Linked DNA regions of Gasterosteus aculeatus: region 1 is linked to region 2. A link is a contact called in public Hi-C data. All regions are on one chromosome and are shown on one strand. The core of a region is the stretch at or near the end of the contact, and the rest is flanking DNA. Distances in the headings are between cores, read along the strand shown.

Evidence for each region. Hi-C and Micro-C count contacts between places; a contact is called where the count stands out from the background.
Region 1: a Hi-C map of whole body shows a contact between it and region 2, with 5 times the contacts expected there. The contact joins two enhancer-like sites. A contact is called at or near these places in 4 of 6 Hi-C or Micro-C datasets (skeletal muscle, tail fin and whole body).

What each region holds. Positions count from the first base shown.
Region 1 is chr1:24,775,448-24,782,365 of fGasAcu3.hap1.1, forward strand. LOC120828759 (rho GTPase-activating protein 6) reads left to right here. Exons shown (of 14, transcript XM_040192320.2): 14 at 244-2,935. The coding sequence ends at 809. Among protein-coding and RNA genes, the nearest start is that of LOC120828768, 15 kb to the right of the region's middle. Within about 2 kb of position 3,649, at least 3 of the 9 cell types and tissues checked have open chromatin away from gene starts, as enhancers often do.
Region 2 is chr1:24,738,452-24,745,545 of fGasAcu3.hap1.1, forward strand. All of the region lies in intron 1 of LOC120828759 (rho GTPase-activating protein 6), which reads left to right. Among protein-coding and RNA genes, the nearest start is that of LOC120828782, 8.5 kb to the left of the region's middle. Within about 2 kb of position 2,415, at least 3 of the 9 cell types and tissues checked have open chromatin away from gene starts, as enhancers often do.

The DNA.
Region 1 (6,918 bases), core at 2,399-4,898, 38 kb after region 2:
TTCTATTCAGTCCAAATTATTCCTAAGAGTTTGAAGGTGAGTTTACCTTACCCTACCTCAACAACACAAGAACAACTAGGAATTTTCTCTTCTTTCCGCTGAAGGCTGTCGAGAGCTTTGCCGTTCGTCATCTAAAGCTTTACTTTTGACATTTCTTTTAGCACAAACTAGTGACGCATGCCTCCCTTGTTATTCACCAAACTATAATTAAATCTGCTGATGGCGTGGATGTTCTGCTTCCAGGTTCCCATGGCAACATGTCAGAGGGAAGCTCCCGCAGCTCGCAGGAAGGTCTTGACGGACTCCATGGCGACGGGCAGCAGCAAGCAATGCTGCGACGAACAGAGACAGCGCCCGGCGTGGGCGAGTGCCGACCCCACCCGCCGGTGGCCAGATCGTGCACCGCCCCCCACGTGGAGCCGGGACCGCCGCACGCGGCGCTCGAAGCTGACCCCCGCGCCACGCCGCACCTCAACAGCGCCAGGGGGCTCCACCGAGCGAGCGGACACGTGCCACTCAAGCCGCCCGCCAGGCTTCAAGGCGGGGGGAACGCCGGGGGGAACGCCGGGGGCAACGACAGCCGCTCGCCGCCCCCTTACGCGGCCCGCCGCCGCGTGGCCAGTTCGCACAGCTCACCTCAGCCGGCCCAGCGGCTCCCTCCGCAGCACGCCGGGCCTCGGGCCTCGGCAGCGGAGAGCCAAATGGCGTCCCAGGGCCCGGAGTGGCAGGACTGGCAGAGGGACCGGTGGCAGATCTGGCAGCTGCTGTCCTCGGAGAGTGCCGACGCGCTGCCAGAGACGCTGGTGTGACCTCAGACTGGCGGAGTTGATCGCAGCGGAGATTCTCGCGGCGTGACCCCTCCCCTCTCATTTCATCCTTTCCCCGTCAAGCCTCCGTGCTTCGCCCCGCACCCCCGGCGCCGTGCCGTTGTCGTTTACGTGTGCAGCTGCTGCCTTATACGGACTTTTACATCCAAGAGCCACTAGTATTTCTTGTTTTAAAATGGATGTTGCCTGTTTCCTCTTTTCCCGTTATGTTACGATTTGATGGCCGCCAGATATACCTCAAAAGAACTCTCTGTTCCCAACGCCTCAGAATGTCACCACGCCCTTATTTTCTATTCGCAGTGACTTCAGTCTTCATATCTCCATGGAGAAGCATTTGTTTCTTTAGTTTGTTATATTTTCCATTTATAATCTTTTACTCTTTTTTTCATCGACACTAACACGTACCCATTAGTAAGCACTGCTAAGTGTAGAATGTCTGTGTGTCTGGTGTCGCAGTTCAGCCGCTCACGTCCAAAAGTTCAAACGTTGGATTACTTTAGCGCCAGATAGCGGTTGATATATGATATGATATATGTATACACAAACATACTGAACACGCATACACACATGTATGTAAATTGCCAATCTGCCAAAAGTAAATGCCCTTTAACTGACAATCAAAATGTTGGAGTTTTCCAGACGGCTGAATTGTATTTTGTAATATTGAATGCAGAATATTTCACTTTGGGCAGAAATATTTCAACGTAAATTATAAAGTACTTGCCTGTAAGTTTGTTTAAATGTGCTTTTGCCACGAGCTGCACTGCAGGTCCACTGTGCCAAAATTGTGCCAAAGTCTCTTATTTTCAGGATATTGATCATACAGTTGTCATTTCATCCAATTGTTCATTTTGTGGAAAAAAAGAAAAAACCTTCAGTGGAAGAGCCACAAAGGCTCATTTACAACATTAGTATACTATGAATTAAAAGCCCTACTGGTTATTGTTTACTACAATGTCATGTATACCGAGGAACCAATCTTAGGTAATATGCCAAATAGTCATTTTAAATAAATCCTTTCTGGATTCAGATCCTTTCTCAGAATTTAGAGAATCTGATAAACTGTCAGGTGTCTAAATGCATCTTCTAACGAGTAATACAGTGTTTTATCGACAATTGTACAGAAAAACCCCATCCATCTGGTTGTTGAACGTATTATTTGACATACATCTGGTCACAAACTACATTTACCAAAATCAGCATGAATAGTGCTGTGAATTTCCACTAAAAATATTTTTCAAAGATATAAAAAAACTATTATAAAAAACAGCTTTACTATTACAGATTTGGGTTAAGAAGCAGTAGCTACGATGTCAACTGTCGACTGATCAGTCTGTGCTCTCGTGCTGGACTGAATGTCTTAGCCTCTCTCTAAAAAATTCCAAAAGATTTAATGACTCTGCAGAGGTCCAACTGGGTTGCCAATAAAAAAAAAGACAAAGTTTGCTACATTTCTTTTCCCCACTTCAATTCCAGTATTGTTGCTAAATCAAAACACACACCCACAACCGACCAGTCCAAATCCTCAAATGTCAGTCAAGTGGGTATTTGCTGGACAAATAGTTCACGTTTTCTCAAGCTATGGTGTAATATCTGCAGCCACGTCAGCATTGTGTGGAACCCGATGTCTTCTTTGTCTTCGTAATGCGGTAAAGCAGTGGAAGGACCCCGGCAAGGCTTTCGGCGCCACCTAGTGTCAGACCACCGTCCATCACCGTTTCCATGGGACCCCTCTGATTAAAAGCACCTTCTGTAAAGCTAGGCGGGGGGAAATAAACTTGCTGCAGGTCTCGCTCTTAAAAATGGTCTCTACGTGCATTGCTCAAGGTTCATATTTTTTGTGAATTTGTTTGTATTACTTACTGTTTTCGGTTGTGTGTTGTAATATATAACTTCAGTGTAACAATTTTTATTCAAGGAGTAAAAAAGAAATAATCCCAAATGTGCTAGCTTTGTCTTGACCTTGACCATGAAACTAAGAGAAATGTTGTTTTATTGTGGATATTTTCTGTGGTATTTACTGGGTCCAAGTTGTAATGGAATGTCTGGTAATTGCTTTTGTACCGCGTATCACCTTGCTACAATGAAATTAAATATGATAAAGTTTACACAAGTTGTTGAAGTCAATACTTCAATCATACGATACATCATTTTATATTCTTATTGTACACTGTGTAATATGCAAAGTTGCATTTTGCAATTTGAAACTCCAACTGGACGGCTCCTCAAAGCGTCGCCCTGATGGCTCTTTGAGAGAATGAGAGAAGGATGTAATTCTCAGCCCAAACCCCGACAGCAAGTCCTCTACCTTCAGCTGCAAGGACAAATGGAACAAAGACAAAAAAAAAAAAGACACTCAGCCGGAAATGTCAAAGTGAAGCAGCTTCAGAACTTCACCTCCAAAGACCCGGCAGAGAGCACGAAGCCCTTTATAACGACTGAAAAACACAGAAAGCCACTCAACAGAACAGTGGGGAAAATGTCAAGATGGTCAGATGAGTCGTCTCCACAAATAGAAGCACATGTGGCGAAAGAAGGCCAACAAAAGGGGCGGCGCGTGCCGATTAACACGACGCTGTAGTATGTTGTACAAAGGTGGATCACTTGATGTGGGCGGCGCCCGAATGGACACGCCACTCTCCACATGACAGATTTCGAGCCAGCTCAGTATTCCTAAATTGTAGAGCCCCACGTGGAGAAATGATGTCACAGTCCTGCAGGGGAACTCCAGAGAACTACAAGCAGAGGCCTCCTGGAGATTTAGAGGTAGTCCTGTGGATTTATTGTCACCCAATGTGCATTGATCAGATGTGTGCAGGAATGTTTTTACAGCTCAGACCATGTGTGACGTGTTGGTTGTGATCTCCTAGTTAAGCCACTAGAGGTCAGTAACGAGCCTCGGATGGCTTTCTGAAGCGGACACCGGGCTTGAGATCAAGGCTTCGTTGATGCCTTTGAGATCTCCAAACTCACCGCTAATTAAGAATGATCAAAACAAAACCGAGTTATGTGGACGATAAATGCATGTAGGTCTAGAATAAAGGTTTGGTGAAGCAGAGATAAAAGGGAAAAAAGCAAATGGGGGAAATAAAAAGAGGAAGATTAAAAAGACTTCATGGCTTCAATGGTTTCAATCCCCCTCGGCTCTGCCTGATAGCATATTAAATCACCTTACAGACCCCCCCAGAAAAGTGTAATTAGCTACTAGCAGACCGAAAGACACACCGGGATATGTAATTGATGAGCAATGTGTGCGTCCAACTCGGAGTGAGAGCGAGTGAGACTGACAGAACTGATAATTGAAATGGAGATGATTGGTATGAACACTTGCTTTCTGCTGGACTGAGGGAGGGGGGGGGGGGGGGGGTAATGAGAACAAAGTCCATTTAGCCGTTAGTCTCCCGAGCAGCTTCACAGAGTTCTAATCAGAACTGGATAAAACTTTAGAAAGTCATTTGAATCTTGTCTTGGATCAGGCGATGGGATTCACACAGAAAAGCCCCGGGAGTTTTGTATTAAGCTCCATTCGTCTCCCCTTTTTGTCAACTACCCCACTAAGCCCCGCCCCCAATATTTATTGGAAGAAAGCCCCTCACTCCAGGGTCCCTCCCTCACAACACCAATTAAAGCTTCTGCTGTGTACCGGTTGAAACGAGCATGTCGCGTTGGGTCAAAGGAGGTTCTGGTAAATCGTGATCAGTGAAAGCGAACAGAGGCACTTTTGTTTAAGACACTGTACACTGTGCGCGCCTCTTCTATTTCTTTTTGTCGGGTTCCTGGACGCGAGCCTGGATTTTAAAAAGAATTTTGCGGACCATGACAACAAAACAAAAGCTTCCTTATTTCAGAGGGCTAATGACTTGGCACAGAGTAACGCAACCCCCCCCTCCCCCAAAAAAGGCCATTTGCCAGAAAAAGGCACATGAGCAAATAGGTATGCGCGAGCTCATCTGCAGAGAGACACTTGTAATTGCGAGTACGAGAGTTCGCTGAATGCGATCGGCTCTTAGTGATGGAGCAGTGTGGGAAAAATATGGCAGCCAGCTGTCCTTCCACCAAGTAATGAAAGTAACAAAAAGGTTCCCCTTCACTCTGTTTACGAATGTCGTTAATGAAAAGAAGAAAAAAAAAACACTAACAGTCAGCCGCCATCCCATAATACATGTTAGAAGATTAGATTCACTGTCTGAACTTTCATAGTTGATTTGATATTTAGTTCTATCCTTAAGGTAATGATAATCAAAGGGAAAGTGCTGCTGGTGATGGGACAAATGCCATCGAAAGCCACAAAGCGGTAAACTATATATAATCAAATGTCAGTTCCATATGAGTCAAGATGACCGAGATAACAGAAATAACAGAAACAACTCTACTATGACTAAAGTGGATCGAGGCCTGCGTGTGCGGCGACGGCGCCCAGAAGATGCTTTGTTACCCCCAGTTTTTGCAGTGTTTGCATATATTCCTGTACGCTACGACTGCGGCCATGTGACCCTGTCCGACCGACCGTGGCTGATCTGCCCTCGGGAGCATTGTGGCATGCAGTAGCCATGTTCACATCCACATCAACACCCACACACAGCCTCGCTCCGCAGCTCCTACTGATGGAGAGAAGTTCAACATCCAATTGCCCATATGGGCTTGTTCTATATGTATATATAAAAAGAGTACTGACGTGTATTCACGGTGAAATCATTCAATCCAGGCAAATCTTTTCCGAGGTCATGTTTCATCTCTTCCCTGCGTCGTTGCCGCCACGTGACGGATTTAAAGATACCCAACACAGGTGCAATAAGACCACATCACAGCGGGATATTGGACAAGCTGTTTGTAGACATACAGCAAGCATTCTTGAAGCCAGATGTGAAGGACATCACACTGGCCTTGACTGTCTCTACTCCCTCTTCACCTGTGACTGCACACCTGTACACGGTTCTAATACCATTGTCAAGTATGCAGACGACACAACGGTGATTTGCCTCATCAGTGACAACGATGAGTCGGCCGACAGAGAGGAGGTCCAGCACCTGGCGGTGTGGTGCGCCGACAACAACCTGGCCCTCAACACCAAGAAGACCAAGGAGCTAATTGTGGACTTCCGGAAGAAAACTGGCACACACATCCCCATCCATATCAACGGGACGGAGGTTGAGCGTGTCGCCAGCTTCAAGTTCCTGGGTGTCCACATCTCTAAGGACCTCTCTTGGACCCTCAACACCTCATCCCTGGTAAAGAAAGCACACCAGCGTCTCTTCTTCCTGAGGAGACTGAAGAAGGCCCATCTGTCTCCTCAGATTCTAGAGAATTCCTACCGCTGTACCACAGAGAGCATCCTTACAAACTGCATCTCAGTACGGTATGGCAGCTGCTCTGTCGCGGACCGTAAATCACTGCAGAGAGTGGTGAAAACCGCCCAACGCATCACCGGTTCCTCCCTCCCCACCATTGAGGCAGAGCAAGAGATGTCTGCGGAGGGCACGCAGCTCTCACCCCAGCCACAGACTGTTTGCCCTCCTCCCCTCTGGGAGGCGCTACAGGGTGCTCCGTTCCCGGACCAGCAGGTTCAGGAACAGCTTCATCCCTGCGGCTGTCATTCTACTGAACTCTGCCCCCCCTGAACTCTGAACTCTGCCCCCCACCCCCCCACACACAGTGACTGTACTTCCCCCTCCACCCTGGCTTGACTGCCACACACACTCCTCCAGCCACTGACCATTTGCACTGTTATTGCATATCCATTTCTTACTGTTCATATCTATTTATTCACTTATTACACTTTACATATGCACATACTCTGCACTTTTTGCTATTTTGCACTCTGGTTGGATGTTAAACTGCATTTCGTTGCCTCAGTACTTGTACCCTGTGCAATGACAATAAAGTTGAATCTAATTTAATCTAATCTAATCTAATCTAATTTCACTGCGTATCGAGGTAGTCAATCAGAAATCTACATGGGTACATTATAGTTGCTGCATAAAACATTCAGATTATAAATTGCAGATGAGGAATTCACTTTCTAGTGGCTCTTACATCAGTCAGCTAAATCAGCACAGTTTAAAAACGTGTAGCGCCTTAAAAGACGAGCAAC
Region 2 (7,094 bases), core at 1,165-3,664:
TTAACGGAATGTTCCCGCTCACACACGCACAAATTTAGGCTACTCCGAGAAGCTAAGCTGAGCGAATACCTGCGAGTGGGTCCACTTTTGGTGTGCACCTGTGAGTGTGTGTGATTTCACCTCGTCGAATCACGTCTGCTGATCAAACGTGCCTTTGAATATGTGCAAGATGAGTCCAAACAGGCCACGGTTTTGGAGCAATTGTGCATTTGCTTGTGCTGGTCTCCTTCAGTGGGGAGGTTTAAGGAATTATTTATTTGGAATTCCAGGTCAGAGCTTCATGCCGAGGGCCCCAGGGCTCCTGTTGAAAAAAAGGGTTTGCAACTACATAGTGACCCCCCCTCCCCCTCCCCCCCAACTTCCTGTCCTCTTCACCCGCCCGTCACTTTTTCTGCCTTGGTTTTGTTTTTCATCCTGTCCGTTACTGGCTTTCCTTGCCTCACTTCTCAAGACAACCTGGCTACGTTGCCTCATTCTCTGTAATCAAAATAAAAAAATAAAAACATATGACAAGAGGGATTTGAGTTTCGCCCTCCCACAGATTTGTTCTCGTTTGAAGTGACCTGCCTGAGGAGCTCAGGGGCCAAATGGGTGTCGTCTTTCACTCCACCGCGTAAAACTCGTCTTTACAGAGAGAATTGTTTATGCAGTTTCCACTGAACTAAACTAAACTCAATTTAGTCCCTAAAACTAGCCCAGAGGATGGATCCTGGCGTTCGGATGGCCTCTCAGGCCAAACTTCCATTTGTAGACAATTCACAACATCCCAGCTGGGACCCGAGGAATCTTTCATTCATTTCCAAAGGTGTCCGGAGGTCAGGGTTAGGATTAGAGGTCAGGTCGTGTTATGGTCAGGTCCTCAACGGACGTGGGCGCAGACACGCTGTACTGTCCAACCGATCAACATCTGTTTATCGCTCAAACGGACAAAATGACTGACACGCTCTTGTGAAAGCAGATCCTTGTCGGCTTTGTACGCGACTGCGGGCCCCTCGAAAGCAAAGAGCGCGGGGACCTTTCTGGCCTGCTCCAGCGGGGGAGCAAAACGGAATGAGACAGCAGGCATTTTGGATACAGCCGGAGCTCTGTTGCTATTAATAGAAAAATAGCTCAGCGGAGGAACACTCAAGTTCCAGAGGCAGGCGGGAAGAGTCATATCGGTTGCAGGTGTGTGTGTCTGTGTTGAGGATTGTGCAGTTTATATGTGTAGCTGCAGCTGCAATATGATGTGTTTTTAATCTAAGTCAGAGGTAAAGAGAAAGAGTCTGAGAAAGCTGAATGAGCGTTAGTATTCAGAGGGTCTTATCGCCACCTAGTGGACAGAAGTGAAATATCTTCTCTCATCAAAAACTAATTCACCAGAGAAATTTCAAAATATTAAAATGAAAAGGGAGTTTTTGTTCCCACTTTACCGTTCCAAGTGCATGTTGTTTCATTTCCTAACCCCAAAACAAATGCCACAATACAGTCTTGATTATGACGTTCCAAGAAATTCCTCCTTAGTGTATTATTGTCATGCAGGTAAACATACTGGCAGGTTACTGATAAGTGTACCTCCTGTGATGTACTTCACAATATGTTCGTCTAGTAGTAAGTTTTAATTTTGCTGACAACCGGCAGAAGGTCTGCCAGTACATTACTGTCATTTTTCAGTTTTCCTATTGTTAACCTAATATCAATGTCGTCTATAATGTACCAAAACACTCTATGGTGCTCTATTTTTGTATTATTTTATTGCAGCACAGCAGTATAATAATACGTGAAAATACATTGCAGTGAAAGTGCAGATTAAAATGTAATGAGATGTTCTTGCCACTAGAGAGTGGTGGCCAGCTTCTAAAAATCTCCCATTCTGGACACCCACATGCACACAAAATGATGATCAATGACACAAAAAATGTGGGTGGGCTGCATTGCGGCCCGTCACAGCTGCGCACATCTGTCTCCTCGGCCTCCCTATGTCATAAGTATCTTACAAAAACATTACAATAGCTGATACCAGCTGCATGCAGAGCATATTTTACAGCACTGGGGCCAAATAAAACTGTTTAAAATGCATTGGACATGGAGGAGAAACCCAAACAGTTTGATCCCAGGCCCTGGAATGTGTTCGCTTTAAAAGGATATTTTAACAGGCCGACATCTCGCTGCAGACCGCAAACATTTATACACGTAAACCTGATTGGAAGCGTGGTCGTTAGCAGGGCGCTCACAGCATCAGCGATGCACAGGTTTCCCCATGAAAGGTCCACTCTGTTAAAACAATTCAACCAATAAAACCTTCTGGTAAACGTGGGCACACATTGTTATCGTTACACATTTGCAAGTATTCTCATAAGACATCTCCAGTGGAGTGGAGTTGTTTGGACTGTCACCAACACCCACATAGCCACACACACACTCACATATGCCCACACACTGATCCACACGCACGCACACACACACACACACTCACAAACACAACAATGTGTGTTTGTACTGCTTTAGTGGGGGACGTCGTCACTTCCAAGCAGAGATCATATTCTCTCCTGCAGAGTACCTTCCCAGAACATTTGTCTGTGTCAGAAAGACAGTGTGTACATAATGTATTTAGTCTCCACAGACGAACAAAGCGCAATTGTCATAGACCTTTTTTTTCTAAAGGTGTTTAAAGAGAACCTTCGGACTTCTAGTCAAATGTTTAAGCACACAATTAGGATACTAAAATATGTTTATGCTACTCTCCACGTTCTCTATGGATGATTGCTAAAGCACAAAAGCGCAGCAGCCCGGTGCCAGCTCAGGAAAGGGCTTTTACCTCTCTGGACACCTGGCGTCAAGTAGGTCTTTCCCTGGAAAAATCCCACCAGCGCAGGAAATGATGCGTCCGGTTACAGAAGCCGTGGTTTGTTTGCGATCAACAAAGCAAGAAGCGGGTGGCGGTTGGCATGAGCAGCGACGGCCACCATGACTATTGCGAAAAGGCCTGGGAAGAGAGTGTCGGACTCGTACAGTTCCCAGCATAAAAAAGGCCATCATCCATGTTCATGTACATGTTTCTGCCTTTCAGGTCCCTCTGCCTAGAACCCTGATGTCACGTCACCTTTCGGCCTAATTATTCAGACTGAACACACAGCGCAAATACTTGAGCTTAGGCTGGACGTGGCAGCCCAGGTGTGGATGCCCTGCATGCGGGAGTGACACTTAAATACCCAGTGAAGCCCCTTTGCTGAATCGCCTGAAAGAGGAGAATTCTGCGGCTGTCTTTTCCAGCCCGTAGGTGACTGTGGAGATGCCTGAGCTTAAGAAGATTAACAATGAGGTGTGTCGGTCGGCTTTTCCCCGCTGAGAGCCCGAAATTTGCCTTGATTTGACTTAATTGCAGGAGGCTGCAGAGCGGCCAGGTCCAGGGCAGAGCGTGGGAAATGGGGACCCTGGTTGGAGCGGAGATATGGAAAGGGGAAAGGAGGAGGGGCGAAGAGAGTAAAAGACAGAGAAAGTAGAGGGGGAGACAGAGAATGAGGGAGCAGGAGAGGGATGGGGTGAAAACACACACACACCTGGGTTGGATTAGCTCGGGCTAGCAGGGAGGCTCCGTGTTAATGGAGATTTAATGGACTCTACCGCAGTCATACAGTGGAGGGGTGTGTGTGTGTGTGTGTCTCTCTCTCTCTGTGTGCGCTCACAATTTGTACTTTTGAATGTTTACCTGCACGTACTCATGTGTTCTGGGTTTTATGAAGTTATTAAATCTTTCCACCCGGCTCTCCGCTCGCCGCGCCATCATAACAGAACCAAACAGACGCCTGGATTTGGCTCATTGAGTGCGTTTACAGGACCACATCGGCGAGCGGGATGGTGGTAAACTCCTTGGCCTTGTCAATGCCCATGTGACATCTGACGCCATTATCCACGTTCGAGGGCCTTCAAAGTCAGACGGCGACGCATAAACACATTAAACAGTGCGCCATGAATGTGGCTGCTTTGAGAGCTCTTGTCTTGACACCTTAAAAGCTGCTGCACTCACCATCTCCAATCTCCGAAGAAGACGTGCGGATGTGAGCATAACGCAACGCCACTTGCCTTGTCCCGGATCCGGCCCTGCAAGCTCTCCTCTCTGCGGCCCGTCAGGTTCCGTCTGTCGCCACGGCGACCGCTCAACGATGTAAACACGCCACCGTACCCGACCGTACGAGCGAGAACAAAGGAAGCATCCTTTTCTCGAACGTAAGCATCAGGGGATAGTTTATATTTTCAAAGGCTCTGACGCAGTCGGTGCGAGTTTCTCGGCAATGGAAAAATCAGACACGGGGAACGTGGACTGAAATAATACGTAGAGCCGAAAGTAGCAATAATGGTGAGAGGTGCAAAACGCTCTGACCACCACTCATCCTGAGTCCTGTCATCATGGCTGTTTAACATGATGCACGGTGCCACTTACAGGGAGTATTTATGCTTTTGAATAACTAGCTGCACACGTTCAGCATTGATGAGATGTGTGACATGTAGATGTCGTTTTAACTAAATACACACGGCAGCAAACGCATATCAAGGCTCAGTGTTGAGCTCCATACAAAGAGATCGAGAAAAATTAGGAGATTAGATTCATGCCGACATCGTTAAAAAATCAAAATAAAACTCAAAATTGATTTAACCCAGCTTGGGTTAACAATGCTAACAATGCTTCTTGATTTTCTCAATCTACCTTGAGAATGTTGTGTGTGCTTTTATTGCCTTCCACCAATTCTTTGATTGACAAATGAAGCTGAACTTTAGAAGCTGCTGTGAATATTGATAACTGGCAGGTTGCTGCGCCAAACAGGAATCAGAATTGTAGATTCTCTTAGAAAGGTTATGGGATTTTCCATTCCATTTTGGGACCAAAGCACTAAATGTTTATAAACATGGCAACAAAAAGCTAATATCCATTTAACAAACTCCAACTATTCCCTTGAGCGTTGAAGGCTAGTGAATTCATTTCATACACGGATGGACAACTTCTTCCTCCCTAACACACACACACACACACACACACACACATCAGAAGGAGTGTGCACGAGGCTACAAATCAGCTGAACATGTTAGAGCAGGCACCACTTATTTCATGGTTAAAATGACCTCACAGTGTGTGTGTGTGTGTGTGTGTGTGGCAGGATATGAGGTGGTGGGAGTGTGGGCGGAGCCAACAGGGGAGTTGAGATTGGATTCAAGCCGCATTCCACAGATTGAAAAAAAAGGGATGAGATGGATCCGTCAACCCCCCACCTCAAGTCTTTCTTCTTCTCCTTGTCCCAAACTCATACACCAGGAACCACTAAATATGTATCCCCAATGCCCAGCTGAAATTAGTTCCTTTTCCCTCTTTTTTTTTTCAATACAACAAATAATAAAAATGTAGATTAGCTTTTAATATGAGAAACATTTACTGCCCGCATGCAGTGCATCATTAACTCCTTTCTTCCCGCTAACAGTAAAAAATCACAGTCACATTGAATCCTTAATGGTCAGGCCTGTCACAATAACGATGATTTTTGCTGTGCGATTATTGCACCAAAATTAATTGCGATAAACGATATTATTGTAATTTTCAGACCATTTCATGCCACTGATTACATAATGATAATATAATAGCATAATAATACGAGTACGCTATAAATAATAAGTGCAAGGGACACGGAGCGGGGCGAAGCATCAGGCTAGTAGTTCAGGTTGAAAGGCTGGGGGGTGGGGGGGTTGTGTTTTGGGTGAGATTTGAGGTTAGTTGCCTTGCCTCTTTTTGTCGTCATACCAGCTCGTTCACGTCTACCGGCTCTCCTCTCTCACTCGACTTAAAGCCAAAATGTTCCCACAACCAGAGCTGAAGATTGCGGCTTTGAAAGCCCATTTGTACGTGTTTATCCTAATTGGCTCTGCTGCAGATGTCACGAAAAAAAACCTTCATAACACGGTGGGTTCACGCATTCCCTCCCCCTGACGGTGTCCGCTGTGTGTGTGTGGCGACTTAAGATGTTGATGACATTCATGTATATGTAAAATTCGTATAATGTATTGCAGCACCAAGAATTATCAGGCTCATTTTAATATGTGCGATAAGTCAATATACCCATTACCGTGGCAGGCCGCAACATGGTACTGACTTCTATTGAATCCTATTCATGTATCACATGTTGAGGTGGAGCCCATGAAGATAGTGAGGATGCGTGAAGGCTTCTTTGTGTATTTCTTTATAACAGAATAAGTAGCAGATTGTTTAAAGAGGAGACATGTTGGTTCTGATTAAGAGACCCTTTCAAAAGGAGACTGGACAGCTTATCAGACGGACAGAACTCCATGGACTTCATGAGCTCTGCGCGTGTGGCATATTCGGATGAATCAACAGTTTTGTCTCCCCCGTCTTATCGGGAGTGGGATAAAAGCACTGCTGTCGTTTGTGACCAGAGCATTCCTAGAAGGCCGCTGTGTTTATGCACACGCTAAATATTTACACCCCGAACTGAGAAGAACTAAGGCTGCTCAGTTTGACTCTTGATAAAGCGGCGATACGCTCTGGCCGGGGGATTTACGCGCCGCAGAGATCGCACACAGCCGCATTCACCGCATGTGTATATAGCTATGCAAACACGCCGTATGATGCACAAAAAAAAGCATGCACTGGACGTATGCATGCATACCTGACTGCTATGTTGGAAAAGATCTCGGGAATCCAAAACACGCACACACACTGATAAACACAGATGAAGGGTCTGTCCAAGCAATGTCACTAGCGCTCGTTTATCACGAGTTCAACTGAGTTTGCGGCCAATGGAGGAGGCCCGTCCAAAGAAACAAAGACGGATTAACACTGTGACGCGCACGCCATCTGCTGCGCACGAGAGGCACGAGGTGAAACAAGGTAAAGAAACGGGGGGGAAAAGGAGACGTTTTTCAGAATTATACCACATTTTCTAAGACGGTTTCTCTCATTATTACTGGATTTGCATCTGAAAAAAGTGAAAGCGCTGATTATCATAGAACACAAGCAGAATAATACAGACAGCTGAGGGAGTAATACTCATCCACGCGGCTCCATATCGTCTGTGCTCGCCTCTGGTGCTTGAGTGGGTTCAATTTCAAAT